Regions from separate parts of the Mus musculus genome. Here region 2 is linked to region 1. The links are chromatin contacts, called in public Hi-C maps. All regions are on one chromosome and are shown on one strand. The core of a region is the stretch at or near the end of the contact, and the rest is flanking DNA. Distances in the headings are between cores, read along the strand shown. Region 1 overlaps Cacnb4 (calcium channel, voltage-dependent, beta 4 subunit). Region 2 overlaps Cacnb4 (calcium channel, voltage-dependent, beta 4 subunit).

Region 1 (7,327 bases), core at 2,529-5,028:
CAGGGAGAGATGAGTGGACTGGGGTGCATGATGTGAAATTTACAAAGAACCAAAAAAAAGGTTTTTTGTTTTTTGTTTTTTTTCAAAAAAGAAAATAGATCACATTCATCTGTTTTAAATATCTTCATTAGTGGATTGGGCAGAAGCAATAAATCTACAAGACCTTTATGACCTACAGAATAAAAATTAAAATAACGTAAAGTGTAGGAGTCCCTAAGAAATGAGTAAGAGACATCTGGAATTATGACTCTAGAAAGTTTAAAGTAGAGTCCACTTTATGGAATGTGCCATATGGACATTTTTCCAGCAAAGTTTTTACAGTCTGTATGATATCTGTATGTTTCACCCTTTGGTAGTCTTAAGCCAGCACTATTTAGGGAGTTGGCTGTGGTATGGCTGAGCCCCTTAGACATGGTAAGCAAGAGCTTCAAGGTGGAGCCTGTAGATGCATTCACAAAGGTTCCACCCTCCATGTTACCGTGCCTCTGCCTCCACTCATCTAGCTCTCCTGGAGTCCCCTGCCTTTACTTGCGCTCCAGTGGCCAGTGGAGTCCATGGCTCCTACTACCATCTAACAGTTCTGATTGAACAAGAGTCCCAATTAATTGCTTAAACATTACCTGTACTCTGACGCCATCAGAGGCATTTTTCTCATTTGTGGATTTGTAGAAGAGAGAGAACCATAGAAGAAGGTGCTGTGAGCTAACACATTTCACGTGTCTGGCGATCACGTGACAGAAGCAGCAGTCCCTTAATGTTGAGGAATGTGGGTCATGATTTCACTTGAATATTTGAAACAACTTCTGAGTATTCTTTAACAATAAGCTCCTAAAATCGAGATGCCGTGCCTCAAACCTGCAGAGCATCATTTAAAATCTTATTATATTCGAGATTTTGCTACTGAATGAACTCCACAAGTCACTCACAGGAAACACTCGTTACTACGGAGTCACATCCATTAGCAGTGCTGGAGGGCTTTGAATATCATGAGGCACCGCGCACGCTGCATTTGAATCCAAAGAAGCAGAATTAAATGAGTTGCTTCTAAGATTACTAAACTTCGAAACGTAATAATAGGATAAGTGGGCGAGAGGGAGGAGGTTCCTTAGGGGATCATATGAGTGGACTGGACAGGACTGAGGTGAGAAAATGGTTAACTCCAAGACATACTCTGATGTTAGAATGGACAAGCATGCTGATGGGGTTAACATCACAGTGAGGAGTTTAGCCTAAATTCTCAGGAAATAGAGCTGAAATTAACTGAGTGAGGAGAAGCCAAAAGAAAAGCAGGTTTGAGAACACTGGGAGCGGAAATTCCCATGGCCAACTGGTTTTTCTAATGGGCAACCATTAGAAATGTGGGGATAGTGAATGGGCAGCTGAATCTCAGGAGCCTGGTCCAGGCTGATGTTATAACTGTGGAGAGATAAATAAAAGGATGGGCGGGGGGGGGGGGAGAGGGAGAGAGAGAATGAATAAATGGAAGGACTGAGTCCTGGCTCAGACCATGATTTCTATGTCAGAAGAGAAGGCGGCAGCATTAAGTATCTGAGAACCTTAAAGGCCAGAGAGAAGCCCAAGGGAGGATGTACCCAAAACAACAGGCCTGAGTCCCTCATGCTCAGATCCTAGGTTATGTTTGCATGGACTCATATGAGTGAGGGGAGTATGGGAGAGGCTACAAACTAGAAGAAAACCTCAAGATGAGACAAAAGGCCTTAGGGAGAGGAGAGGGGGCAGTAGGACAGGTAAGATGAAAATGGAAGGCCCATGAGGGGTGGGGGGCCAGTAGAAGGGGACAGGGTGGGACAGGAGGATGAGGCTAATCAATAGAGGCCAGCCTAGTCTACATAATGAGTCCAGGACAGACAGGAGTATACAGAGAAACCCTGTCTCAAAAAAAAAAAAAAAAAAAAAAAGGAAAGAAAATATTGTAATGAAACCCAACATGGAATATGCTAATTAATTCCTAATGAAAAAGAATACACTCAATATAAAATATATAAAATATGTCCTTGTGCAAAGACTATACCCAAGAGGGAAAACTAATTCTAAAGAAAAGAACGATCAGTTCTTTGAAGTCCCATGGATAAGACAGGCAACCTCATTGGCTATAGCAATACAAAAGTCACTCACAAGGACTTACCCAGACCTTACTCTTAAAGGATTATGAGGACAAAATCCTGAGTGAAGAGAGTTCCACAGAACAAAGGAGATGCAGAAGGCAGGGAACAGAGAGCTTTTTAGAGGGAGGGCTGTTATGAGGAGCAGGGTCCTTAAATGAGGGACCCTGAAGAACCCGGGGATAAACACAAGGAATCTACCAACTTAGACGGCACAACCCTGAAACTTTATTTTGACTCTATAGTGCGTCTCCATTTCCATCCATCATTAATGTAGTATCAGTAGTCTGTTACTTCTCAGTTTATGGAAAATGTATTTCACATCTCATAGGGACAGCTGCAGAAACCTTAAGACACCATGCTCACAACTGTCGCCAAGGTGTTTTTATACGTGGGACTAGATTTCAAGTGATCATGAGAGTGACTCAGGAATATTCAACCCAGCTGCATCATTCTATGGGAGAAATCTAGAGTGCTCCATTCCTTTTCTATACATAATACCTTGTTCACCAATGTTATCACAGGCAAGCCATTTTCATTGTTTAAACTTAATAGATCCAATGGGAAGTTGTAACCCTTATAACACTGCATAGACTTTTGGAGCACAGGAAGTGTAAAGGTTATAACTACAGAGAACTTTGTAGTGGTATGTTTTGTTTTTACTTAAAAATTAAAATGTAGGGGGCTGGAGAGATGGCTCCACAGTTAAGGGCACTGACTGCTCTTTCAGGGGACCAGGGTTCAAATCCCAGTACCCACATGGCAGCTCACAACTGTCTGTGTCTCTAAGATCTGACAGTCACCTAGATATACATGCAGGCAAAACACCAATGCACAAAAAATAAAGGTAAAAAAAATTAAAAATTAAAAATTTTAGCTTGCTTTTATATTAAATGCATTAGCATATTAATAAGGAAAATGTTAGCCTATCCTGCCAGATAAAATATTATTATTAGTGATAATTATATCATGTGTTCCTTCTGTAGCCCTATGTTCCTATTTGAAACATTGAAAGACATTGTCCTGAGAAGGAGTCCATAGGCTTCACTAGACCATTAACAGAGTCCCGGCACAAACGAGCGAAGAACACCTGCTGAGACGGAAGGGAGAGATGGGCAAGGGGAGGAGGGAGCGCGCCCACCCAGGATGTTCTAATATGGGAGGACCAGAGGACATCTGTATTGCAAATGAGAGTGATTCAGTAGAGATGGGGGAGACTGGCAGCATAAGAACAAGGAGAACTGCTGAAGCTAGGCCCTGAGTAGGCAGGAGATCAATCGAACGCACAAGAGGCTGGGGTTGGGCAAAGACAGGTGCACAGTCATTCTCGAAGCCAGCGGAGGAAGGCGGAGGCGGGTAGGGAAGATTCGCGGATGGGCTGCATCAGGATTCTTCTCTCATTGTTTCTGTCTTTTAATTAAAAAGAGCTACAAGGTCATCAGTAGAGGGGAGGAGGGGGGAGATGCCAGGGCTCGATGGAAGAGCAGAGGATATGGGTGGAATGGAAGAGGAGGCAGGACTGGGGTCAGGCGGCAGAGCTGAGGCGCAGCACCAGGGGCTGCCTTTAACGATGATGGATCAGAGGTGAATCAGCGTGATTGTCTTGCTCTGCTCCCATCCAGCTGTGGGTGCTAAGTGGGTGGAGCGATGCAGACAACCAAGACTGTGTGAGGGAAGGTGACACAGGAGAATGGCACCATTGTCCTATCCATACAGCAGAGGTGAACGTGACCAATCTGGTTCATTCTCTCCATCTGTGGCTCCCTGCCCTACTTCTTTCTTGTCAAACACGAAGAAGAGGGCATTGTCACACACATCGAAAGATCATGGGGTAGGGAGGAGGAAGTGGGAGAGAAGAGACTGAGAACCCAAGAGAGAGTCGGCATGGCCGTGTGCGGTGAGCATCACAGAGAAACGGGATGAGGTCTTGGGGTCTGGTGTTCAGCATGACAGGAAAGCTTCATTCTAGGCTGCCTGGATTTGGGAGTATGGACAACTGCCTATACATAGAGAAATACAACCAAACAACATTCACATGTCGTCTAAGCTTTAAACAGCTTATTCTTACTGACTGTCAATTTCTGGATGGGAACTTTAAACCTGCATTGTGATGGCTGATCTCAGGTGTTAACTTGACACACTGGGAAGAGGGAGCCTCAACAGAGGACTGGCCTCCATCATATTGGCCTGTAAGCACGCCTATGGGAGCATTTTCTTGACTACTATTTGATGTAGGATGGCCCAGAATACCATAAGAGGTGCTGTTCCTAGGCAGATGTACCAGAATGTATAGGAGAGTTAGTTGAGCAGTCTAGGGAGAGCAAGCCAGTAAGCAACATTCCACACGGCTACTGCTTTGGCTCCTGCCTGTGAGTTCTTGCCTTATGTTACTGCCCTGACTTCCCTCAGTGATTATGTCTTGGGAGTTATACAAACAATTTATTATGGCATGACTTTTGTCTTAATTTTATTTTCATTTAGATCTTCAATCTATATGAAAATTTTAGATGATTAATGAATAGGAATCTATCTTAACTTTTTAATTCTGATACCAACCAACCATGGCAGCATTTATCATTCACTGTGTGTCTGCCCAGCCTCCATTTTGAAATATATGCATCTACCAACATCTATATACCTGCCTTTACATGTATCCCTATGATTTACATTATAGTTTGTTACATAAAATACATAGTATTATACTATATATAATATTCTGCAAAATATCAAATATTCGATGGTTACTAGTTTCTGTCACAAGCTTCTGAAGAGTAAGAAACCCAAACATGGCAGTGTTGTATCCAAGCAAGCCCTGCTTCCGTCTCTCCAATTCCAGTCACATTCCATTCCTTGTCAGTTAAAATATATACACCTATAAGCTCATGTCCTGCCTGTGTGCTCACAGGTTATCCCAGGTCATTGCAGCACACTAGCTGGCTATTGATCATGAAAATAGAACCAGTTTGTCTGAGTGATGCTAACCAGTGGTTAGAACACAATATCTGGTACCTATTCCTGATGTTCCTATACACAAAATAAGCCCTGAAATTACCCTAAAGTGGAGGGTGGCATGACTTTAAACTTACCTATAAAAGGCAGGTTATCTTTAGTCGGCTCTAATTATTTTTTTTTCTTACTGAAGAGCCTGCTTGTCCAGTCTAATTGGGAATTGCATTTGGAATGCGTGACATACGAAGGCTTATTCTCAGCTCACAAAAGGAACAATGCAACGGCAAATTAGCGAGACTCAGGCATCATTAAGTTAAGGGCTCAGAGATGCTTCCAACCTCATTTTGAAGCTCCCTCTCGGTCCCTGGCAGTCTTGTCGTGCTTTCCCGAGGCAGGCAAATGGCATTAGAGCAGTAGTGAGTGGGCCAGCTCATTGCCACACTCCGACGCCCTCTCAGACATTCGTGTTTGTGTTAGGAGCTGACATGTCGTCCTTGCTGCTGTTGTCTGTATAAACAGTGCATGTCGGAGTTGCACAGTGAGAAAACAAAGAGAGGCCCCTTACCTCCATTCATCATCGATCCCTATAGCTCAAAATGGGGGGGGGGGGGGGAGGCAGTGGTGATCTGAATTTCCACCATCGAGGGAAGCATCGACACCTTGTGGGGCCACCCACATCTTTGGTGACTCTCAAAAAGAAACAGCTTTCCTTGCATGACCTGGGACCAGGAAAAGTACCTGGCAGGCAGGATCTTATTTCTGTGGGGATAAACAACCCAAGATGACAGGCGTATTCACACATGACTGAGCAGGGAAGAACAGAGGAGAGGCTGACACCAGGCTGGAAATACTACTTTGGTATTAGGAGGAGACAATGGCAGAGAGCAGGGGAGAATTTTATTTTATTTTATTTTATTTTATTTTATTTTATTTTATTTATTGTGCTTTTGTATTTAGTTGTTAGAGTAAGAACAAATTACCTCTGCAACTAAAACACTTCTAATGTAGCAGGGAGGGTATTTTAAGAAGATGATCAAATGAGCTATGAGCTACTAAGCAAGGACTCATCACCTGTACTGACACAGCAAGTCTTCACCAAATTAGATGGCCACAGATAATAGGTGACTCCAAAATTTGGAAAGATCCAACTAAGAGCAGTCTGTAAATGCCACCACAGTGAAGGGACTTTGCCTTTAATGATAAAGTGTGTCAAAGCAGGCTGAAAATCTAAGCCCAGCTCCTCAGAACTGGACATTTGGAAGTCTGGTCCTTTAAGAGGTAAGTCAAGCTAAGTTTTAAGCTCACACTCACCCTTGGCATATACTGGTGTCCTTTTCCTAAGCTTCCCTTTAAAAACCCAAGGTTATTTCCACACTAAACCTTTCCTTAATAAACTCCAACTTCACACACACACAAAAAGGGAAGCACTCTGGCCTTTTGCTAGTGACCTTATGAAAAGGAGAAGTTTGGGACTGGGGAGATTCCTCAGTGTGTAAGTGTGCTTGCTCTGCAAGCACGAGTACTTGATTTCAAACCCTCAACACCCACACAAAAAGCCAGGCATGGCTGTGCTTGCCTACAGCCCTAATTCTGTGGGACAGAGAAGGCAGCTCCCAAAATCTCACTGCCCAGGCTGCCAAACCAACAACAGCAAGACTTCTGTTTAATCCCGTATTGAGGCAATAACTCTGAGAGCAACACAGGAAGACACTTGAGTTCCCTGTTCTGATCTCCGCACACACCTATAGAATCAGGGAACAGGGAAATAAAGATATACCAGAGGAAAGCGATCATGCCACCACAAACCAAGCAAGATCCAAGCTACCCATAGCTGAAGGAAGGAAGGGTCCTCCCGTAGCCAGATTTCTTTGTCTGTAATAAACATCATGTCTGAGAGCAACTTGGGAGAACAGGATCTTTTTTTTTTTTTTCCTTACAGGTTTCTGTGCATCATCAGGGGGAATCTAATGCAGGACTGAAGCAGAGACCGTGGAGGAATGCTGCTTACTGACTTGGTTCCCCTAGTTCTCCCAGCTTTCTTATCTATCTCAGGCCAGACACAGTAGCACCATCCTGAAGGAGCTGCATCCTCCCACACCAATCAGAAATCCAGAAAATGCCAGACAGACTTGCCTGTCCGACGAAAGCTCTTCCTCAATGGAGGTTCCCTCTTCCCAGATAACCCTCGACTGTCGGTCAACCAGAAAAACTAACCAGCACGGGTCCTTCCCTTTCTGGTTGTGGGGGAAGCATGT
Region 2 (7,327 bases), core at 2,893-5,392, 80 kb after region 1:
CAAGTCTGGGCCCTCAGCCCTGGTATAGAGACTTGTGGAGGTGAGTAGGAATCCCTCCCATGAGATCCAGGCACAGGGTGAACAGAAATACAACCAGGTGCCATACGAGCACAGACCCGCCCATTCCACAGTGACCGAGCCAGTGGCTCTTCATGGAGGCTCTCACCTGCAGCTGTTACTGAGGCAGCTAAGGCTTCCTCATGCTTACGGAATCGCAAGTATTACTCTAAGCACCGAACCATCTCCACAACCTACCTTGAAAGCACCAGCAGAACGTGCAGTTTACACATTATTGGCTGACCTGCCAAAGGGTACAGTAATTAACAGCCATCCAGACCCAAGCCCAGGAGGCTGCATTCAGAGCATGGCCTACATCGCCATTGTGGCCAGCCTCTGGACAGTCTGCCTGGTCCGGGAAACCTTGCACAGGGGAGGTGGAAGGAGATAGTGTTAGCAGACTTGGGGGGGGGGCGGCGGCGTCACAACCTGTGCCCCAAATCAGCTCTGACCACTGACCTCAAGGTGCCAATAAAAAGAGCCAACTTAAAAGTAAAAAAGCAGAAAAAAAGCTTTATTCAATGGAAAAAGGGACAAAGTGAGCCAGTGAACCCCCTAAGTCCTTCTTTGTCTTCAGGACTTCAGTGATATCAAAGTTTAAACAGGGACCAAGGGTACACACATCTAACCAATCCTGGTCAAGGTGTGGTCCTGCCAAAGACTTATAGTCACATCCTATAAGATGGTCTGAAAAGTTGTTGGAGCTGTGTAAAATCTCTTCCCTGGAGACAAGATGCCCCTCTGAGCTAACATTCTTTCCTTCCCCAGGTATGAGATTACTGGGGAAAATTCCATTTCTTTGGGATCCTCTGTCTGCTGGGAGCTGAGGCATGAGCAAAAGCCCCCTTAATCAAGGCAGAGTCCATCTAGTTTTTGAAAACATGAATCCTGGAGTAAGAAGTGCTCTGGGAGGAAGGAGCTTCCAGCAGGCTGTGATTCAAGCAAGAGGGAGCCCAGGGGCTATGGAGAACCAGGAAGTAGCAAGGCAGCAGTGGGTAGAGGGCGAAACTATGACAAAATACCAGGGACATGTGATGTTTAATTGTCTTCAAAAATTTTGTTTCTAGCCAAGTGCAGTGGTGCAGGCCTATAGTCTCAGCTCCACAGGAGGCGGAGGCAGTAGGATACTTTGTTTCCCATGAGTTCAAAGCTATCCTAGATACATAGTGAGATCAAAGGATGGCAATGGGTAAACCTTGTGGCTTGCTGCATAGCAGATGTTATTCCAAACACAGAAATGGCAAGGAGGGAGGGTGGGGGAGGGAAGAAAATGCTGTCAGTTATCCTACCAGAGAATGACCTGAAAGGGCTCAGGATTCCCAAAAGTTACACACACACACACACACACACACACACACACACACACTCACACACTCAGTGTAAGGCCACAGAAGAAGCTGCAGACCACCCTTCAGTGGCTTAGGAAAGGCCTGAAGGAGGCACATGAACGCTGGAACTCCTGGCACCACACACCTTCCTAAACACAGTCCTGCAGGTAGTGGTGCACACCAGTAGGATTTGCTGAAGGAGGCAGAGGCAGGAGGATCACGAGACAAGCCTGGGCTACACGGTTGGTTTGTTTGTTTGTTTGTTTGTTTGTTTGTTTGTTTGTTTTAAGCCGGGCAGTAGTGGTACACGCCTTTAATTCCAGCACTTGGGAGGCAGAGGCAGAGGCAGAGGAAGGTGGATTTCTGAGTTCGAGGCCAGCCTGATCTACAGAGTGAGTTCCAGGACAGCCAGGGCTACACAGAGAATCGGTCTTGAAAAACAAAAACAAAACAAAACAAAACAAAACAAAACAAAAAAAACAGTTGCAAGATGAGTTTCTCCCTCACCCCCTTTTCTGCTTGCTTTAAACATTTATGTTGGTACTCTTTCAATGACTTAGGAATATATTATTTTAAGGATTTTTTAAGTGCCACACACATTATATGGCACTGACACTGATAGGAGATGTATTGCTGGGCTGTCTGTCTGCACATACATCAGCTCTGAGGTAGCAGAGTGCCACGCCCTAGAGTCTGCACAGAAAGACTCAGAAGGTACTTCCTCCAAACAAAGTCGTTATTAATGGAATCTATTCATTTTAGTTAGAATCCATATGAGGTCAAATATGCAACATATCCTACTAGAATATTATCACCTTGGACAAGTTATTGAACCCCTAGGTGCTGGGTCTTGGGGTGCTCATCTTCCTACCGTCTATCAAACATACAGGAACAAAACAATCCAGTGACCTCCCCACCCCCAAGTCAATCTGTGTCTTCAGGCAGTCCTGGTCAAGGTGTGGTCCTGCCAAATGTCAGCTCTTCATTGTCTGGGCTTCTGTCTCATCCTGTAAGATGGTCTGAAAGGTTATTAAAGCTGTGTAAAATCTCTTCCCAGCAGACAACTTCCCACTCTGGGCTGGCACCCTTTTTTTTCTCCCAGAATGAGATTCCTGGGGAAATTCCCATCTCTTTGGGGGTCCTCTGTTTATGGAATCCCATAAGATAATACATGGCTCAAATGTGTAGTAGGGTCTTATTAGTGTTGCTATTGTTTTTATATGGTATGAGAGACAGAGATGCACACTCTCATTCTGTAGCCCGGCCTACCCTGAAACTCCCTATTAGTTCAGTCTGGCTTCAAATTCACAGCAGTCTTCCTATCTGAATGTCCTGAGTGTGAATGAATGAATATGAATTCCAGTTCCCTTCTAGGTGGTGTTGGCGATGACGCGGGACGCAGATGGAAGTAATTTTGATTCCCTCCAGTGAGGAGAAGTTACGACTAATGTTAGCAGTGTTCCCACTTGAGAGAGCTTAGTCTTTGCATTTCGTGGATTAACACAAAGTCTCTGTATGGATTAATAACACAAAGGAAAGCTTCAATAGTGTTGTTCCAAATTTTCAAAATGTGTGCTGTCAGGCTAGTGAGATGGCACAGGGAGTAAAGGCACTTGCTGCAGGGACCAAAATAGTGGAAGGAGAAAAGAGACACCTGCAAGCTGCTTTCTGACCTTCACCCGCATGTTGTGGCATGCATGTACCCTACCCCCATACACACTGTAAATCAAATAAATAAATAAATAAATAAATAGGTAGATAGATAGACAAACAAACAAATAAATAAATAAAATGTAATAAACCATTCTTCGAGCAAGAGCCATGGCTTATCAGTTAAGAACACTTGTTCCTTGTGCAGAGGACCCAAGTTTGGTCCCCACTATCTGTTGGGCACCTTACACCCACTTTATCTCCAGCTAGAGCGAATCTGCTGCCCTCTTCTGCCCTCCATGTGTATGTGCACACAGAGACCCACGCAAAGGTACACATAGTTAAACAATACATTATTTTTTTTCAAATTCCTTCTATTGCCGAGGCAAAGCATTGCCTTCTACCTGATCACAAACCATTTCTGCAAGGCTCTAGAAAGCACAGCGTTTGGTCTGTGGCTGACCTCTTCCTCCTTGAGTTGAAAGCATTGCTCTGCACCATTCTTTTGATTTTCCAGAGTCTCCCAAAGCTCTGTGCAGCCGTTCTCGCAGCCTTTTCAGCCCTGCCTTTCAATCAGCTCCCAATTCACCCTGTGTACTTCAACCTCCTGCCCAAAAGCTAAGAGATGAGTTCCCATGAATGCTCCAAGGTTTTCCCGTGGTCCCCCACCACCTCCCTGCCTACCTTTGTCTGTGTTACATATCGTTGTTTTAAAGAACGTTCTCTTCACTGTCTGCCTTAGATGCACTGAGTTAAAAAAAAAAAGTCATCTGTCACTGTATTGATGGGATTTAGAGCTAGAGAATCCTCTGCAAGTTCACAGAAGAGAAAGTGCCTGGAGCTGGGAAAGAGGGAAGCCTTACTTGACTGATTTGCTCAATGTGATTCTCTTCTGTGGGCACTTGAAGCAGAGCCCGCACACTGGATAACTCAGTGCTAAACGAGTGAGTTTCCTCTATCCAGGGCAGCATGAAGCTTCTCCTCCCCTCTCCTGTCTTCTGAAAAAGCCAACAGCACGTGTCCCTCCATCACCCTCTGCTACCAAGAGGCGCAGGACCCTCTCGCCTCCCTGCCCAGGTGCTCCTTGCTGTCTCACACAATTTACAAGGTCCACTGTGCCTCTGCTGAGCATATATTTGCTGCGCTCCTGCCAGTGCTGGGAGTAAGGGCCTAATTATAGCACTGGTGCAATTCATAAGTGCATTTAAATAGGAAGCAAGCTGCCTTTCCTACCCCTACTCTCCTTCCCTCCTCCCTCACTCCTTCCCTTCCCCCCACCCCCACCTCCACCAAAGCCCCTGTGGTCAATTCTGTCCTCCCCTCCTGCCTACAGCAGCTCCTGTAGTTGGTGTGGGAAGAAGCTGACGTATGAAATGACAGTTCCCATTGCCTTTTGTAAAATTAAAAAGAAAAAGAAAAAAAAAACCCACAAGCAAACAGTCAGCTAAGGCAAAGGGTGGAAAGGAGATAGTCCACTGTGGTAGCTGCTCAGGGTGACACTTTCCAACAGGAAGTCATAAATGATCGAGCTTTTGCTCCATTGTCTTCAAGGTAGAGGGAGAATTGCCCTGTCCCTTGCTTCTGCCACATTTAAGAAACACTGGGTGGCGACATCTAGCGGTTCCTGTTTAAATTGCTCTTGTAGTACAGTGCCATGAAGAAACAAAAGCAGCAGCTTTCAGAAAGCTGGAGTTAATTAACAGTAGTACAAGTGCAACCAGTTCACCCTGGGTTTCTGCTGTGCTCATCCTGGCCCGCTCTGCCCTGTGGCCGACAGAGATAACAACCATGAGTGAATGGGTCATTAGAGGCCACAGCAGAGTGCTCAGGACACTGCCTACCCTCAGGAGTTACTCCACCCATCCTTGCTGTATTACAAACATCATAGTTACGGCACTTGGTGAAACTGCACTCATTCCTACTCTACTGACACAGCCAGGAAGACATGCACCATGTGTCTTATGGTCTTGCATGCCCATGACGCAGGCCGCACGCACATCATCAGGGATCTGAGGACCTCCCAACTTTCAATATTACCCAAGCCTATCAGTGGCCTAAGTCCCTGGAATTTTGGTTGAATGGGACATGCTCTCCTCAATTCACAACAGTCCCATGGGCCCCGTCATCTTGCTTTAAACTGTTCCCATGTATGTTGACTATCGACCATGGAAGACACTGTTGAGACCCTAAAGAATGCATGTAAGGACCAGAGATCAGTCTTGGTGTGGTGTCTAGGAGCTGGACAACTTGGTTTTTGAAACAGAGTCTCTTATTTAGCCCAGAGCTCTTCACACTAGGCTGACTGGCCAAGGAGCCTCAGGGTTCTGTCTGCCTCTACCTCCCTCACACAGGGGTTACAGCGACATGCCACCACGCCTGGCTTTTCCATTTTGGGTCTGAAGATCTAACTCAGGTCCTGATGAATTAATAGCAAGTACTTCACTGACTAAAACAGCCCTCCAAACCCATTCTGTGACCCTTCTTGATCCTGTCATCTGGACAGCAAGATGACAAGTGGCTGCCTCAAAGCATTGTTAGAAATGAGTCTATAAGCACGTTGTGCCTGTCACATTACCCAAGTTCCATGTCTGAACTTCTACTGACATCATTCATCTTTCTCCTGACAACTCTAACACCTAGTCTTTTAAGCAATTTTTTATTTTTGGTTTATGGGCACTGTTTTGTGTCTGTGTTAAGCACCATCAGATCCCCTGCAACTGGAGTTAGAGTTGTAAGCTGCCATGTGGGTGCTGGGAGTTGAACCTGAGACCTCTGGAAGAGCAGCCAGTGCTCTTAACTTCTCCAGCCCTCACAGTGTCTTTTTAAAGAGTGTTTTCAATTGTGGTAGAATACACACACCAGAAATATTGCTACTTTGACAATTTTTTAAATGTGCCGTTCGGTGGTATTAACGACATGCTTTTTTTTTTTTTTTTTTTTTTTTTGTGCAACTTTCATTGCCATCCACCTCCAAAATCTTCTCATTGTACAAACTGAGTCTGTACACATCTAACACCAACTCCCCATTCCCTCCTCCCCGAGACAGCTGTGATCCCACTTTACTTTCTGTCTCTGCATTTAATACCTCGTATGTACCGAATCCCACAAGACTGAGTCTTCTGTGTCTAGGTTATTTCTCCCGTTTTGTTCTCTAAGTTGCAAACATCTTGCTGGCAGACATGCAGTTTACCTACCACTCCATCCTCCATCCTTCCCCAGGCTCTCACTAGCCGGTGTGGAGCTCTGCCTAAGTGTGGGGTCTGCATCCTAAGGGTGAGGAGGGGTGGCATGGCTGCACCTGGGAGCTTGTTAAAAACACAAAACCCTGACCCCCGCTGTGAAAGTTCCAAACAAGTCTGCATTTTAACAAGATCCCCGGGGGAATCTTCAAACACTGTGAAGGGCAAAGTGGCTTGGCATGAGACAAGGAAGGCAATGTACTGTGGCTCCTTTGTTAGGTTCAGCTACTTCATCTCTAAGTACTGTAAGTATTTGTTGATGGAAAGATTCACGAGGGAGTTGAATGTCCCTATGAATATCACCATCCTGCACTTCCCTGAGTCGAGAAAGGACACCTCTTAAAAATTAGCTCAAAGCGGGTGGAAAATAGGCCAGAGAAAACTGTCACATCCCAAAGTAGCCTAGCAGATGTGACAACTACATATCATGTGGCATCCTGGGTGTGACCTTAAGACAAAAGGGGGTGGGGAGTCAGGGGGACCAGGCTAAAGCTAAGGAAATCTAAATGAAGCAAAGTCAATATTACCAGTCCATTAACTATAACAAATGTGCCAGACTACAGTCAGATGATAATAGGGCAGGAATATACCCCTTCCCCCCCAGGATAGGCCCAGAAACCCTTGGTGATGACTACAGGGCCATCTGTACATCTACAACTACTCTAAAATTAAAGTTGATCCGGTGTAGGGAGGATCCTCGCCTGCACATAAGCACACAGCAACATCTGTGCTCGAGCAATGGCCTGCTCTATGCTATGCTTGTGCAGCTGTGGACCGAGGTTTTCAAGACAACACAGGAAAATACAGTCAGCGTCTGGATACCTTCAGTCTGCAGTCAGCCCAGTCTCCCTCTGCAGACATCTGATACCTAATTGTCCTGGTCTTTTTCCTTCTCCTGTTGTGAGAGCCACCTGCTCAAAACCATCAAGAAAAAGGACACATGCAAATATGAGCACTGGTAGACAGAAGCAAGAAGGTCTTGAGTTCAAGGCCAGACTGAGCTACATAAACAAGACTCTGTGTCAGAAATAAGTAAGTAAATTAAATATTTAA

The links. Hi-C and Micro-C count contacts between places; a contact is called where the count stands out from the background.
Region 2: a Hi-C map of cerebral cortex shows a contact between it and region 1, with 1.9 times the contacts expected there. The contact joins two enhancer-like sites. A contact is called at or near these places in 1 of 15 datasets of contacts at CTCF or cohesin (CD8 T cells), 15 of 484 Hi-C or Micro-C datasets (Kupffer cells, Sertoli cells, bone marrow-derived macrophages and 10 more) and 6 of 115 datasets of contacts at active chromatin or transcription factors (CD8 T cells, bone marrow-derived dendritic cells, embryonic stem cells and 2 more).

The regions. Positions count from the first base shown.
Region 1 is chr2:52,506,538-52,513,864 of GRCm38.p6, forward strand. All of the region lies in intron 2 of Cacnb4 (calcium channel, voltage-dependent, beta 4 subunit), which reads right to left. Among named protein-coding and RNA genes, the nearest start is that of A430018G15Rik, 85 kb to the left of the region's middle. Within about 2 kb of position 3,779, at least 28 of the 459 cell types and tissues checked have an H3K27ac peak or open chromatin away from gene starts, as enhancers often do. A contact at or near this core is called in cerebral cortex, where this site is marked.
Region 2 is chr2:52,586,444-52,593,770 of GRCm38.p6, forward strand. All of the region lies in intron 2 of Cacnb4 (calcium channel, voltage-dependent, beta 4 subunit), which reads right to left. Among named protein-coding and RNA genes, the nearest start is that of Cacnb4, 87 kb to the right of the region's middle. Within about 2 kb of position 4,143, at least 68 of the 459 cell types and tissues checked have an H3K27ac peak or open chromatin away from gene starts, as enhancers often do. A contact at or near this core is called in cerebral cortex, where this site is marked.